Regions from separate parts of the Oryctolagus cuniculus genome. Here region 1 is linked to region 2. The links are chromatin contacts, called in public Micro-C maps. All regions are on one chromosome and are shown on one strand. The core of a region is the stretch at or near the end of the contact, and the rest is flanking DNA. Distances in the headings are between cores, read along the strand shown.

What was found. Hi-C and Micro-C count contacts between places; a contact is called where the count stands out from the background.
Region 1: a Micro-C map of ear pinna shows a contact between it and region 2, with 2.5 times the contacts expected there. The contact joins the enhancer-like site here to the promoter of AGFG1 in region 2. A contact is called at or near these places in 3 of 6 Hi-C or Micro-C datasets (ear pinna, embryonic fibroblasts and an unstated tissue).

The regions. Positions count from the first base shown.
Region 1 is chr3:11,583,153-11,589,529 of mOryCun1.1, reverse strand. No RefSeq gene overlaps it. Among named protein-coding and RNA genes, the nearest start is that of TM4SF20, 27 kb to the left of the region's middle. Within about 2 kb of position 4,434, at least 6 of the 8 cell types and tissues checked have an H3K27ac peak or open chromatin away from gene starts, as enhancers often do. A contact at or near this core is called in ear pinna, where this site is marked.
Region 2 is chr3:11,525,176-11,531,310 of mOryCun1.1, reverse strand. It overlaps AGFG1 (ArfGAP with FG repeats 1), which reads left to right and starts at 1,457. Exons shown (of 16, transcript XR_007920544.2): 1 at 1,457-1,880. It overlaps LOC103348896 (a long non-coding RNA gene), which reads right to left and starts at 1,248. Exons shown (of 5, transcript XR_007920561.2): 1 at 719-1,248.

The sequences.
Region 1 (6,377 bases), core at 3,185-5,684, 55 kb before region 2:
TCAGGTTGAGTTGGAAATACCTGTGGGTCACCTACATGGGGGTGACAAGAGGGCTGTTGGGAGGATGTTCCCAGAACTCCAGAAAGGGCCAATAGGGAGCAGTCCCCACAGGAGCCCAGAAGAAGAGCAGAGGAGGGAAACGGGGAACTGCGCCATGGGTGCCAAGGAAAGGAGGTGTTCTAGGGAGAGAAAGAGCAACCTCAGTGCCTACAGCAGAGCTCAAGGAGGTGACCTGGATGAGCGCTGGTGGTGTGACAGGCTCCAGATGACCGTGGGCTAAGCAGTGGACACAAGTGACAGCCACTTACATGGACATTTCTCTCCCTGTGCAAGAAGTGCCTCCTCTCCGTGCCTCAAAGGAAACCCCAAGGCGTCATTTGGAAAATCTAATCATACAGATCCTGAGCTTTGCAGCTGTCTGGAGACAAATGGGGTTGTGCTTTAACCCAATCTCCTTCCAATCAAGAGTCAGAAAAACAAGAGGGCCCTGGCCTTGGCCCCTAGCCTCCATTTATTCTTAAAGGAAATCAGATATAAATTTATCTGAGTAACTTAGCTCAGGGCAAATCACACTCCTTCCACGCACTTTGATAAAAACGGCCCTTGTGGACTGGGAGCCCTTAGAGGCAAAGGTCAGGTTTATTTTCTGCTGCTGGACCAAGTGTTCTTTGGTCTGTGATACTGGGCTAAGAAAAGAAAAAAAGTAACCGAGAAAGAGCGAGAGAAGGGGAGAGCGAGAACGGGCTGCCCAGAGCTGATGGGGACAGACACAGGAAGCATGCTGGAAGGGGGATCAGGAAGGCTGAGCTGCCCTACACGTCCACCCCCCATGCTGCCCAGTGGCCTGGTCCATGTTTGCCAACAGACCTTTGTTCCTTTGGGGTAAGCGGTTAGGCTCCATTCAAAACAGAGTGTGCAGCCTGAAGGGTGGAGAAGCACCAAGGGCCCTGGGGAGAGGCACCCACTGACGGGATGAGATCTGTAAGGGAGGCCAGAAAGCACCAAGTTCACTCACTTCTTGAGCAGTGGCCCAAGCAGAGCGTGAAAGGCACAGTGCGAGTTTTAGTGCTCTTTACTCAGAAGGTGTTCTGTCAGGGTTGCTGGGTAAGGATGTTCAGGCTGTGCACTGCGTACCTGCAGGCGTAGCATTCACAACATTAATATCACATTTGTAGCATCAATATCACAGCCGGGCTTCCTGCAGAGGCCCTGATGGCAGTCTTCTGAAGGTGAGGTTCACCTGTGTGAAAGGTGGAGCCATGGTGTGTACCTAGGTGAGGGGTGTCCATCCCATCTGGGTGAAGTATGTTGTTTCATTCTTAATCAACAGCATGTAACTGAGTGCCAAGATGATTTTTATAATGTCCATGTGAAAATATATTTCATTCTCGTCTCTTTGCTTTAAAAACCTGTAGAATAGCGGCTTGGGCCAACCAGCTTCATCCAGGGTACACTTGGGCCAGCGACTGTGAGAACTGCAGATTCAGGTGCCTTGTCAGGCTGTTCCAGGAACACACCTTGCACCTGCTTTCAGGAAAGGAGGAGAGAGGACTCATCGGGGTTAGAAGCCCAAGGTCCTTCTCACCAACAGGGTGGAGGCACAAACAAGGGGTCCTACACTGTGGTTGAGACTGTGCACCCTGCAGAGAAGTGCATCTGTACACTCTGGCGGGAAACACCGAAGAGGCTGTGAAAGATGTGAAAGGCAATATGCTGAGTATGACAGGACTAGGAGAGCATCTTCACATTTCTACTTTGTAGCTGAATTTATTTAAAAAATGCCTGGCTCCACTCTGGCAAAAAGATCTCTGTGAGTGAGATCCCAGTGGAAAGAACAGGTCTTCAAAGAGGGAGGTGCCTTTTTCTGAAGGGAGGAGAGAACCTCCACTTTGACTATGACCTTGTCTAAACAAGATAAGAGTCGGAGAACTCAAGGGGCTTCCATAGCCTTGGAAACTCATGACTGGTGCATAGGGAGATTATTGATGCCATAAACAGGAGTGTCAATTTGTAAAGTCAACAACAGGAGTCACTGTGCACTTACTCCTCATGTAGGATCTCTGTCCTTAATGTGCTGTACACTGAGGCTTAATGCTATAACGAGTACTCAAACAGTATATTTCACTTTGTGTTTCTATGGGGGTGCAAACGATTGAAATCTTTACTTAATGTACACTAAACCGATCTTCTGTAAAAAAAAAAAAAAAAGAAATTATCAATTCCCAACTTGACTCTCACTGGGATTAAACATGACAATAGGTCTGATCTGATTTCATCATGATTTAAAAAAAAATCATCTATTATTTTTCACTTTATGTTTCTGTGTGGGAACAAACTGTTGAAATCCTTACTTAAGGTATACTAAGCTGATCTTCTGTATATTAAGATAATCGAAAATGAATCTTGATGTGAATGGAAGGGGAGAGGGAGTGGGAAAGGGGAGGGTTGTGGGTGGGAGGGACGGTATGGGGGGGAAAGCCATTGTAACCCATGAGTCGTACTTTGGAAATTTATATTCATTAAATAAAAGATAAAAAAAAATAAAAAAATAAAAAAAATTAAAAAAAAAGAAAAAAAAAAAGAAAAGCTTAAAAAAAAAAAAATGCCTGGCTCTGTCAGAAGGTTGTTACCCAGCTGTGAGCCGGTGTTGTGGTATAGCAGACACAAGAGGGCGCTGTGCGTTCAGACGTCAACCTGGCTGAGAAAAAGAACTTGCCTTCTCCAGGAATGTTTGGCTAAACTCCCAGAAGCTAAAAGGGATTAATACGGTGAGTTGGGGAGGGGTGAGATTAGCCTCCAAACCAATCAAAGAGGCGGAGTGTGAGGTCAGCGTGCAGGCAGCCTGCCAGAGCTCGCAGCAGTCTCCACTCACGATCATTGTCATCAAGACGTGCCGTCTGCCGGGATGTGCACAAAAGACAGACTCGGAGTCTGCAGAGAATCAGTACTTGTCTTGATGCCTGATGATGAGACTTTATTCTGAGAAAGCCCCTCGTTCCTGGGAGCCAGCTGCAGCCCACGCCCTGCCTTCCGCAAGCAATCAGTGACCTCTGACCCAGTCCCAGCCAGCAGTGCCTGCACGGCCCATTTTCTTCTGAACAGGAATCTGAGCCACAGGTTCAGCCATGCGGTCATGGCTGCTGGCCACAGATTTCAGAGATACCATCTGGTTCCAGTTAATCTGGCTGTTCAGTGCGGGGTGGTGAGTCTGATGGCCTGGGGAGATGCCTCTGTGACCCGCCTGCTCACGCTGATGTTGGGGTTTGCTCCACAAATGAACAATGCACAACTCCTCTTCCCTGGAGTTTCCCTTCACCGCTTCAGCCCGAAGTAGACTTTGTGGGCAGCCCCAGCTGCCTCAGACCTCTGGCCACTGCACCATGTTTTATTTTGTGGCCAGTTTCCCAGTCTAGTGGAACTTCCATTTTTTTTTTTTTTTTAAGATTGTAAAATTTATTTTGAAAGTCGGAGTTACAGTGGGAGAAGAAGATACGGAGAGAGTGACCTTCCATCAGCTGGTTTACTCCCCAGATGGCTGCTATGGCCAGCGCTGGGCCAGGCAGACGCCAGGAGCCTGGAGCTTTTCGCAGGTTTCCCATGTGGGTGGCAGGGACCCAAACACTTGGGCCGTCTCCCACTGCCATCTTCCCAGTTAGGAAGGAGCTGGATTGGAAATGGGGCAGCTGGGACATGAATCGGTGCCCACATAGGATGCTGGCGTCACAGGTGGTGGCTTTGCCTGCTAAGCTACAATGCCAATCCCATCATCAGTTATTTCTGAAATTCAGATTCAAGGAAGGAGGAAGAAAAAGGCTCTATCTGCCTAGTAGACCACCCCTACCGCACTCACATCCCACCCACTGCGCTAACACCATGAAGCCTCTTCCTCTTCCCGCAAGTGCTTTCTTCCGGCCCGGGGTGATGGCACAGGCTCAACAGGGCCCTGTGGCAGGCAGCAGCTGATGAGCCCCTCGGAATCCGGGCAGCAGCTCAAGCCTCGGGGTATCAGTGGCAGTTTGTGGCTCCCCTTCCAAAAGACATCGTAGGGCGGTTACCTAACACGGAAACCTCAGCCCAGTCCTGCCACAGAGCCAGCTGCAGGCGCACCTCCCTCTTGGGACTGGAGCCTTCTATGTGTCCAACAGTGCTGTGAATGCCTCCTCTGTCGTTCCTGCCGCGTCCTGGGATCCTGCGATTCTCTGGCACTCACAGTGGGGCATTCACAGGGGGTCATAACTGGACACAGGGAGCCAACGTGCGGTACGAAAATGAACGCTGACAGCACCGCGTTCCTCATTGAAAGTGGCACTCTTGAATTTTGTGTCAGACAACTCAGAAGAAGAAAAGGAAAGAAAGACAAGAGAAGACAGACCCTGCAGGGAGTCGGATGCGAATGAGAACTGGATGCTGAGCTGCCAAGAAGAAGCAGGGCTTGGTGCCAAGTGTGCTGGGTGTTTTGCTGTCTCCAGGCGGGAGAACCATCCAGGCTCAGGCAGACGTGCTTCTCCTTGTCTGTCAGCTCCACAGCCCCTGCCAGGAGCCTTCGTTCCCTCCATCAGCCATGATCTTCAGGCTTTGTCGTCCTGTCAGGAGAGTTTAATTCATCACTGTCCTCGGGTCTTGAGAGAATGTATTACCTTAGAGGAAAAGTCGTGGTGGAAGGCAGATTTTCAGAGAAAAATGTTAGACTTTCCTTCATGCATAATTTAAAATTATTCATTTTTGAGGCCAGCAGTGTGCCGGAGCAGGTTAAGCCACCGCCTGTGATGCCGGCATCACATATGAGTGCCGGTTCGAGTCCCAGCTGCTCCATTTCCAATCCAGCTCCCCGCTAATAGACCTGGGAAAGCAGTGGACAATGGCCCAAGTGCTTGGGCCCCTGCCACCCACATGGGATACCTGGATGGGGTTCTAGGCTCCTGGTTGTGACCTGGCCCACCTCCAGCTGCTGTAGCCATTTTGGGAATGAAACAGCAGATGGAAGAGATCTGTTTCTCCCTTTCTCTGTCCCTCTGCCTTCAAGTAAATATTTAAAAAAAAAATGCTCCTTTTTGAGTAGGTAACACATGGCACACAGTGCATATCTACAGGGAAAAACCTTTTACTTCCCCGCCACCTCCTTTTCTCAGGTGCTTGGTTCCTCACTTGTCCTAGGGTTTTACATCATTCTAGAGATTATCTCCATAAATTACCAGAGTTATTCCCCATGTATCTTTGAGAGTATATATTTTTTCCTAATTTGTACATCCAGATGGATTCTGAAAAAAAAAAAAAACAAGTGAATAAATATACATGAAAATGTATTAAATTGTTAGGATGTTTATCCAATTAAAGCCCTGATTCTAGACCAGGTAATCCTGTTGTTTCTAGGTCCCTTGGACAGAAGCGTGGCTGTCCTTGCCATCGGTCTGTAAAGTTGCTGGTGCACTGTTGTCTGATGTAAGGTGTTCTTGTCCCTTCACATGCTGTGCATCAGATTTCCCAAGTCATGTCTATTGGTCATTTCTCTTTGAATAGAGGCAGGGACATCAAGTATTGAAAATTGAGGAGATGAGTTTTTCCTACTAGGAAAAAAAGCTTGGTTGAGGATCCAGCTGGCCATAATCCAAGAGGGGACCCCCCTGGTCACGGGGGCCCAGTGGGCAGCCTAGGAAATGGACCAGGGCTGGGAGGATCCACGTGTCCCACAACCCAATCTTAGAATCAAAAAGAATCAGTAGCGTAGTGACTCGCAGTGCTTTTGGATTACTTTGGATGCGTTTCAGTGCCTGGGAGGAGTATGATCTCCTTGCTAAGGGAGATGCCGAGGTGCATGTTAGTGTTCAGAGTCTCCTGGGGAGGGTGATTCTTGGGCCTGTACCTCCTGGGGGTTGCTGATGTAAGAACTTCTGGCTTGGTGACGAGTCAAATGCTTGGAATAAACCCGAGCTTCCCAAATCTTAATGCTGCAACACCTTCACTAATTCTGCAGATGCTGTTCACAGCTCAGTCATTTATTTGGCTGAATTCTCTGTTTATGGGTTGATAATTCTCGGCCCCTCCAGGCAGCCAAATGTGCCTTTCACAGAATAGGGATCCACTTCCTGGTGCTGCAAGCTGTGTGTTTGCAGAGGGGACTCTGGGGAAAGGAGGGGAGTCCCTTTGTTTGGGTTTATTAATGGTACAGAATGCATCTGGGTTCTTCTTGGGAAGTGTGTCTCTTTCCTCCTTATCCCCTCCCATTGACTCCGCAGGAGAAAGTGAATTTGAAAGGATGTTAAATCTCCCGAATTGACTTAGAGTCTGACCTTCTCAGGGAGCAGCTCAACCCAGTCTTTCCTTCTCTTAAGCAGAAACCACCTGTGTACAAACACAAGAAGTCTCAAGGGCACAGACGA
Region 2 (6,135 bases), core at 208-2,707:
CTCTCTGCCTTTCAAATAAAATGAAAATAAATAAAAAATGTAGAGAAGTCTATTGGCCAACCTATTTCCCTTGTTATTTCAATTTTAAAAACTAATCATTATTAACAGTGCTAATGTCCACATTCATCCAGTCACTTTCACAGGAGATCTGGGGGCTGGCGCTGGCAATTAGGAAATCTGGATTTGATTCATTTGATTCATTAGCAGAATCATTTTGGAATTTCAGCTCTCAGGGTCTCCCTGAATCCATTTGGGAACTGGGGAATCAAGGATGGTTTCTAACATCCTGCTGGCAGCAGATTCTTGGAATGACAAAGAGATCTGAGGCCTGCAGACTGCCTGCCTGGATTGGAATCCCCGCTTTCCTCTCTGGAGCCTTGGGTAAATTTACCTAATCCCCGAGCACTCAGTCCTTTGGGTTGATAAAATGGACATAACAACAACGCCTACCTCCCAGGGCTGTTGTGAAGGTTAGTCACTTCACGCATTTATTCCACACATATGGAGCACCCAAGTCTCCAGATCTGGGAGGGGCACGGGGTGAAGTAGCACAGAGAATACAGGCGCTTGGCTGTTTGCAACCTAGAGGGAGCGCCCAGGAAAACAAGTAGTAAACGCAAATTGAGATGCAGTATTCCGATAAACAAGAGCTGGGAAGAAGATCTAAGTCAGCCGTGTGACCCGAGCTGCAGAATGACTAGGGGCAGGAGCGCTCTACCTTAAGCAGGACTGAGTGGAGGTTCCCCATCAGGGTGGATCTGGGCTTCCCTGCGCAGCTCCTTTCTCAAGCGCGGTTGACTTCTACCTCCTCGCTCCTCCCTCCACTTCTGGCAACGTCTGGGGAATTTTGGTTGCCACCATGGAGAAGATGCTGTTGGCATCTGGTGGGCAGAGGCCAGAAACACTGCCCATAATCCGACGCACAGGGCACTGCCCATAATCCACTCCAAAATGTTAACAGCTGCAAGCTTGAGTTACCCTGTTATAGGCAGAACCAGGTTTGGGGGGGGGGGAAGAGTCAGAAAGGGGCTTGCTGTGTTGGGCAGAGCAAAGGAAGATGGAGAGAAGGAAGGAGAACCGGCTGCACTATGGGTGATCCTGAAGGCACCGTGAGGAATTCGGAATTATTCCAAAGACAGTGGGAGCCCTTGCAGAATTTTGTGCAGGGGGGTGAGGGTGGAGAGGTTTAGCAGGTGCGTCAACAAGTTCCTCTCCAGTGAAATGTTAATTTTGGTGCAAGAAACTGAAACTACGCATACGCGCACGAGTGTTCAACGACGTCCACGACCACCACCGCCAGGGTCTTCCCTACACTTTGCAATAGCCCCGACCACCCAGGCCTCGGCGCGGCCGCAGTGACTCCTCCCGGCCAGCAGAGGGCGCAGGTCGACACTTGGCCACCCGCCGCCCGGGGCGGGCCTCCTCTTGCCTGCCCCCGCCCCCCCCAGCTCGCCTTCCCGTCTCAGGAGAAGTCGGGAAGGTGGCGGTGGCGGCTGCGGTCCCGGGCCGGCCGGTTGGTGTGGCGCGCGCCGCCAGCGTCCGCGCCGCGTCGAGCCCAGCCCAGCCAGAGCCGCGGCGGCCGGGCTTCGGACGGGCGGCGCGCGCTGACGGAGGGCGGCGGCCGCGGCCAGGGCGGCCCGTGGGACCGCGGGCCCCCGGCGCAGCGCCGCCCGGTTCCCGGCCCTGCCGGCCTCCTCCCTCGGCGCCGCGGCCATGGCGGCCAGCGCGAAGCGGAAGCAGGAGGAGAAGCACCTGAAGATGCTGCGGGACATGACCGGCCTCCCGCACAACCGAAAGTGCTTCGACTGCGACCAGCGCGGCCCCACCTACGTGAACATGACGGTCGGCTCCTTCGTCTGCACCTCCTGCTCCGGCAGCCTGTGAGTGCGGGGCGGCGGGGCGGCGGGGCGGGGGAGGGGGCGCCGGGCGCGCCGCCGGCCGTTGGGGGCGGCCGGCGGGGCCGGGGGCGGCCGTTGGGCGCGGGCGCGTGGGGGCGGAGCGGGGCTGGCCGGCGGGATGCGCTTTCGGTTTGAGCGGGCCCGGGGTCCACGCTGAGCGCGGCCTGGGTGGAGCCGGCATCTGCGGTCCTCGCCGAGCCGGCGGCCGCCGGCGCCTGGCCCTCCGCTCTCCGGGACGCCGGCCGGGCCGTGGGGAGCGGCCGGAGGGGTGCCGAGGGCCGTGCGGGGCCTATTGTGCGCCGGGTCTCTGAGCGGCCTGGGCGCGGCGGCCCTCGCGAGGCAGGCACCTGCTGGGCGCGGCGGCGGAGAGCAGGGTCGCGTGTGCTGGGCTTTCCTTTACTTATTCGAACCCTCCTCCCTCCGAGAGTATCTTGGTAGCCGGGAGAAAGCGGGCATTTAGGGGCTTAAAAGGTCGTGATGGCAGAGATGGGAGTCCCCACGGGAGAGTTTGGGGGGATGAATTCCCGGGTTCGGGGGAGGGGGCGAAGGCACCGAGGAGGTGGGTTGTGGGATTTGGGCCTCACAGTCGCTAGGGAGCCCTGAGTTGGGGGAAAGTTTTGCTGGGAGTCGGTCCCCAGGAGCGGCCTTGCCGCGTGGATGCGGTGCGGCGTCCGGCCGTGCGTGTCGGCGGTGCGCAGCCAGCGGGGACCGGGAAAGACCGCAGAGCGGAGCGGCTCGGGTTACTCGGATGGTTTGTGTTTGTCCTTTGTTTCGTTCAGCTTTGTTGAGGGAAAGGTCGTACTTGCTGTGCGGTTTCATCTGGCAGGTGAGTTTGCAGATGATGTTGGAACCGGGAAGGTGCTTTTCCAGGCCAGCTGTCTTGGATTTTAAGTAAATGCAGCTAGTCAGTATTCTCAACCGGTGATTGTGAGATTCACACTCAGATAACATACGCAGCGTGTGGGAAACTGGCTTCTTGCAGGTTGGAAAATGCAGGACTTGTCCGGGAGTGTGCTATGAGTATTTGCCTTTTTTAATTTTAAGTTGGACAGAGAGGCATTGCTAGTTTTCCCCGGGTTATCGCTTCTTCAGGAAGCAGGTATTAGGTACCTATTGGGTTTCGTAGGATGTGTATCGTGCTGAGCTTTAAAAGACTGGGTTAGGAGAGTCCCTAAGGTTCGTTTTAGGTTGTGTAGTAAGAGAAACTGAAGTTGCCAGTTGGTAGTATTACTGAGTCGCAATAGAGTCATAAACTAGGTGGAACCTGGGAGATAGTCTGGTTCGTGCTTTTCACAAATAAAGCAGAAAATTAAGTGAAATCAAGCCAATAGTACAATTTTTAAGTGTATTTTACTTTTAAGAAGTGCTTAAGGTGTTCTGCTTTTGCTAAACATATCGTATTTTAATGCACTTAAAGTATTTATGTATGTATAAATACACACACACATACATGTATTCACTGTTCCGAATAGTTGGCATTTCTTTGTAGGCTTTCAGCACACTGTTCCCTTGCAGCAAATGTGCAATGTTAAGAAATTATTTTCAGATTTTCTGCTGGATTCAGACACATGCTGTATAAAAGAATAGCTCACTGTAGTGACAACTGTTCTGAATGGATTTAATGTGACAGACAGGACTTGGTGTATCTATTCAGTTGTTACTCCACAGGCATTTCTTGCTTGCTTGGCCTGTCTTATACTGTGGGGAGAGCTGCAGTTACCTGGTCCTGCTGCTGTTCGGAGGCTTGCTTTCTAAGTACATGAGTATATAGCTGTAATATTGTTACATTTTCTTTCTGTGACCCATTATCCACAAAATATGTAAATGGATACGGAAAGCTTTACAGAGGAGTTAATGCTTGAGCAAAGACCTTCAAAGACCAAGTGTTGACAGCAGGTTAAGCTGCTTTCTGGGTCTGCCCAGCACCCCGGATCTGAGTGCTGTTTGGAGTCCTTGTTGGTCCACTTCCCATCCAGCTTCCTGCTAACAGCTTGGGAAAGCCGTGGAAGATGGCCCAAGTCCTTGGGTCCCTGCACTCTGTGGGAGACATGGATGTAGTTCCTGGCTCTTTGCTTCTGCCTGGCTTAGAACTGACTGTTGTGGCCATTCATTTGTGGAGTGAATTAATGGATGGGAAGATATCCTCTCTCCTCCCCCATGTCTCTACACCTTTCAAATAAAGAAATCTTTAAAAAATAATAATAAAGACCAAATCCGTAGATAAACCTGGTTTTGAATCCTGGCTCTAAGTGTTGTAGTTAGAGAATGCCAGTCAGTCTTTGTAGCTTGATACATGAAATGGTGAGGGTAAAGTTCCCCTTGTAAATTTTGGATGTAGATTTGTTCTCAGTATTAAGAGAATATAAAACACCACATAGTGCTTGGCACATAATAGGTGCCTGATGAAATATGTTATTAACAGAGAGGGAGAGGATGTTCTATGTTTAAGGAAACAGTATTTGAAAGACATGGAAATGACTAACACCCTAGTGAAGAATCTTATCAGTTTGGATTTTTTAAATGTAACTCAAAACCATACTCAAATTGGTTTAAAAATACAAAGGGAATTTACTGATTTGTCTAAGGGAAGACTTTATCCAATGGCTTAATGATGTTGCCTGTGTTTCTGTCATTCAAAGATAATTGCCCCCAGAGCATACTGTCTTTGTATCTGTTGTCTAATATTTTATTTATTTTTATTTATTTGAAAGAGAGCAGGAGGGACAGAGCTTCCATCCACTGGTTTTCTCCCTAGTTCACTGCAATGGCAAAAGCTGAACCAGGCAGAAGCCGAGAACCAGGAGCTTTATCTGGGTCTCCCACTTGGGGAGCAGGGGACCAAACACTTGTGCCATTTCTGCTGCTTTCCCCAAGCCAGTAGCAGGGAGCTGGATCAGAAGTAGAGCAGCTGGGACCTCAGCTGGTGCCCACATGGCATGCATCTCGGGTAGTGGCTTTACTCACTAAGCCACAACACCACTTCCAGTCCAACATTTTTAGAAGTTCTGCCATTGACTCTGATTAGTTTAGATCTTGTGGCCACCTTAGACCAATGTTCTGATTGGACAGATGTTCTATGTGACGACTTTGGATCCTTAAAGAAAGTTCCTAAATCAGAAATCTGGGACTCCTGGGAAAAAAGTGATGTAAGCATGGCGACCATCAAACGTCTACTGCAGAATATTGAAGGAACAGTAGCTCTTGAGGTTTCTTTTTTTCCTAATCTTTGGAAAAAATCTTTGATTTTTTTTTAATCTTTCCTAAGGTAGGAAAAAAGGGAGAATAATGTAACAAATCAGTTTAATTATCTATTTGCTATGTAGATGGTAAAATTGAAAAAAGGTATTTTGAAGACAAATTTTGATACTGCCACTAGGTTGGTTGATCAGAGCAAGGTATTAAGCTAGGCCATGTCAATTTAAAAAAAAAAAAGGTGGGGCCGGCGCCGTGGCTCACTTGGTTAATCCTCCACCTGCAGCGCCGGCATACCATATGGGCGCCGGGTTCTAGTCCTGGTTGCTCCTCTTCCAGTCCAGCTCTCTGCTGTGGCTGGGAGGGCAGTGGAGGATGGCCCAAGTGCTTGGGCCCCTGCACCTGCATGGGAGACCAGGAAGAGGCTCCTGGCTTCAGATTGGCACAGCGCTGGCCGTGGCTGCTGTTTTAGGGGTGAACCAATGGAAGGAAGACCTTTCTCTCTGTCTCTCTCTCTCACTGTCTAGCTCTATCTGTCAAATAAATAAAAAATAAAATATATGTTGGACTGGATCTGTTTTTAGCTTCATTTTTTGTTTGCTATTGCTTGCTTGATTTACCTAGAAAATACTGATACTTGTTAAATAATACGTATTCTCATGGATTCTAAATTTTACGATAGTCACATAATTATTCATTTGGCAATATTTTTGTTAAAAGTATTTTTATTATTATTAAAATTACTAGATTCAGAGCTAATCTTTCCTTTGTTTTTCTCCCCAGTTGACTGTTCTGTAGGCTTGAATGATGTTCATTCAGAATATACAACTGACGTCAGATTGTGAAACTTTAAAATAGATTTTAGATTTAGGTACAGTTAAGCTAATTATTAGTGAGGCAGAAAGAGGCATCCTAACTTGCTGGGTTGTCACTATTTTGTGTTTTTAGAAGTACTTAAAATTATGAACACATACTCTAAACAGTTAGAGCTCAACAACAAAATAGTATCTTCATGTTAAAGAACTTCAGTTGATTTTGAGATGTG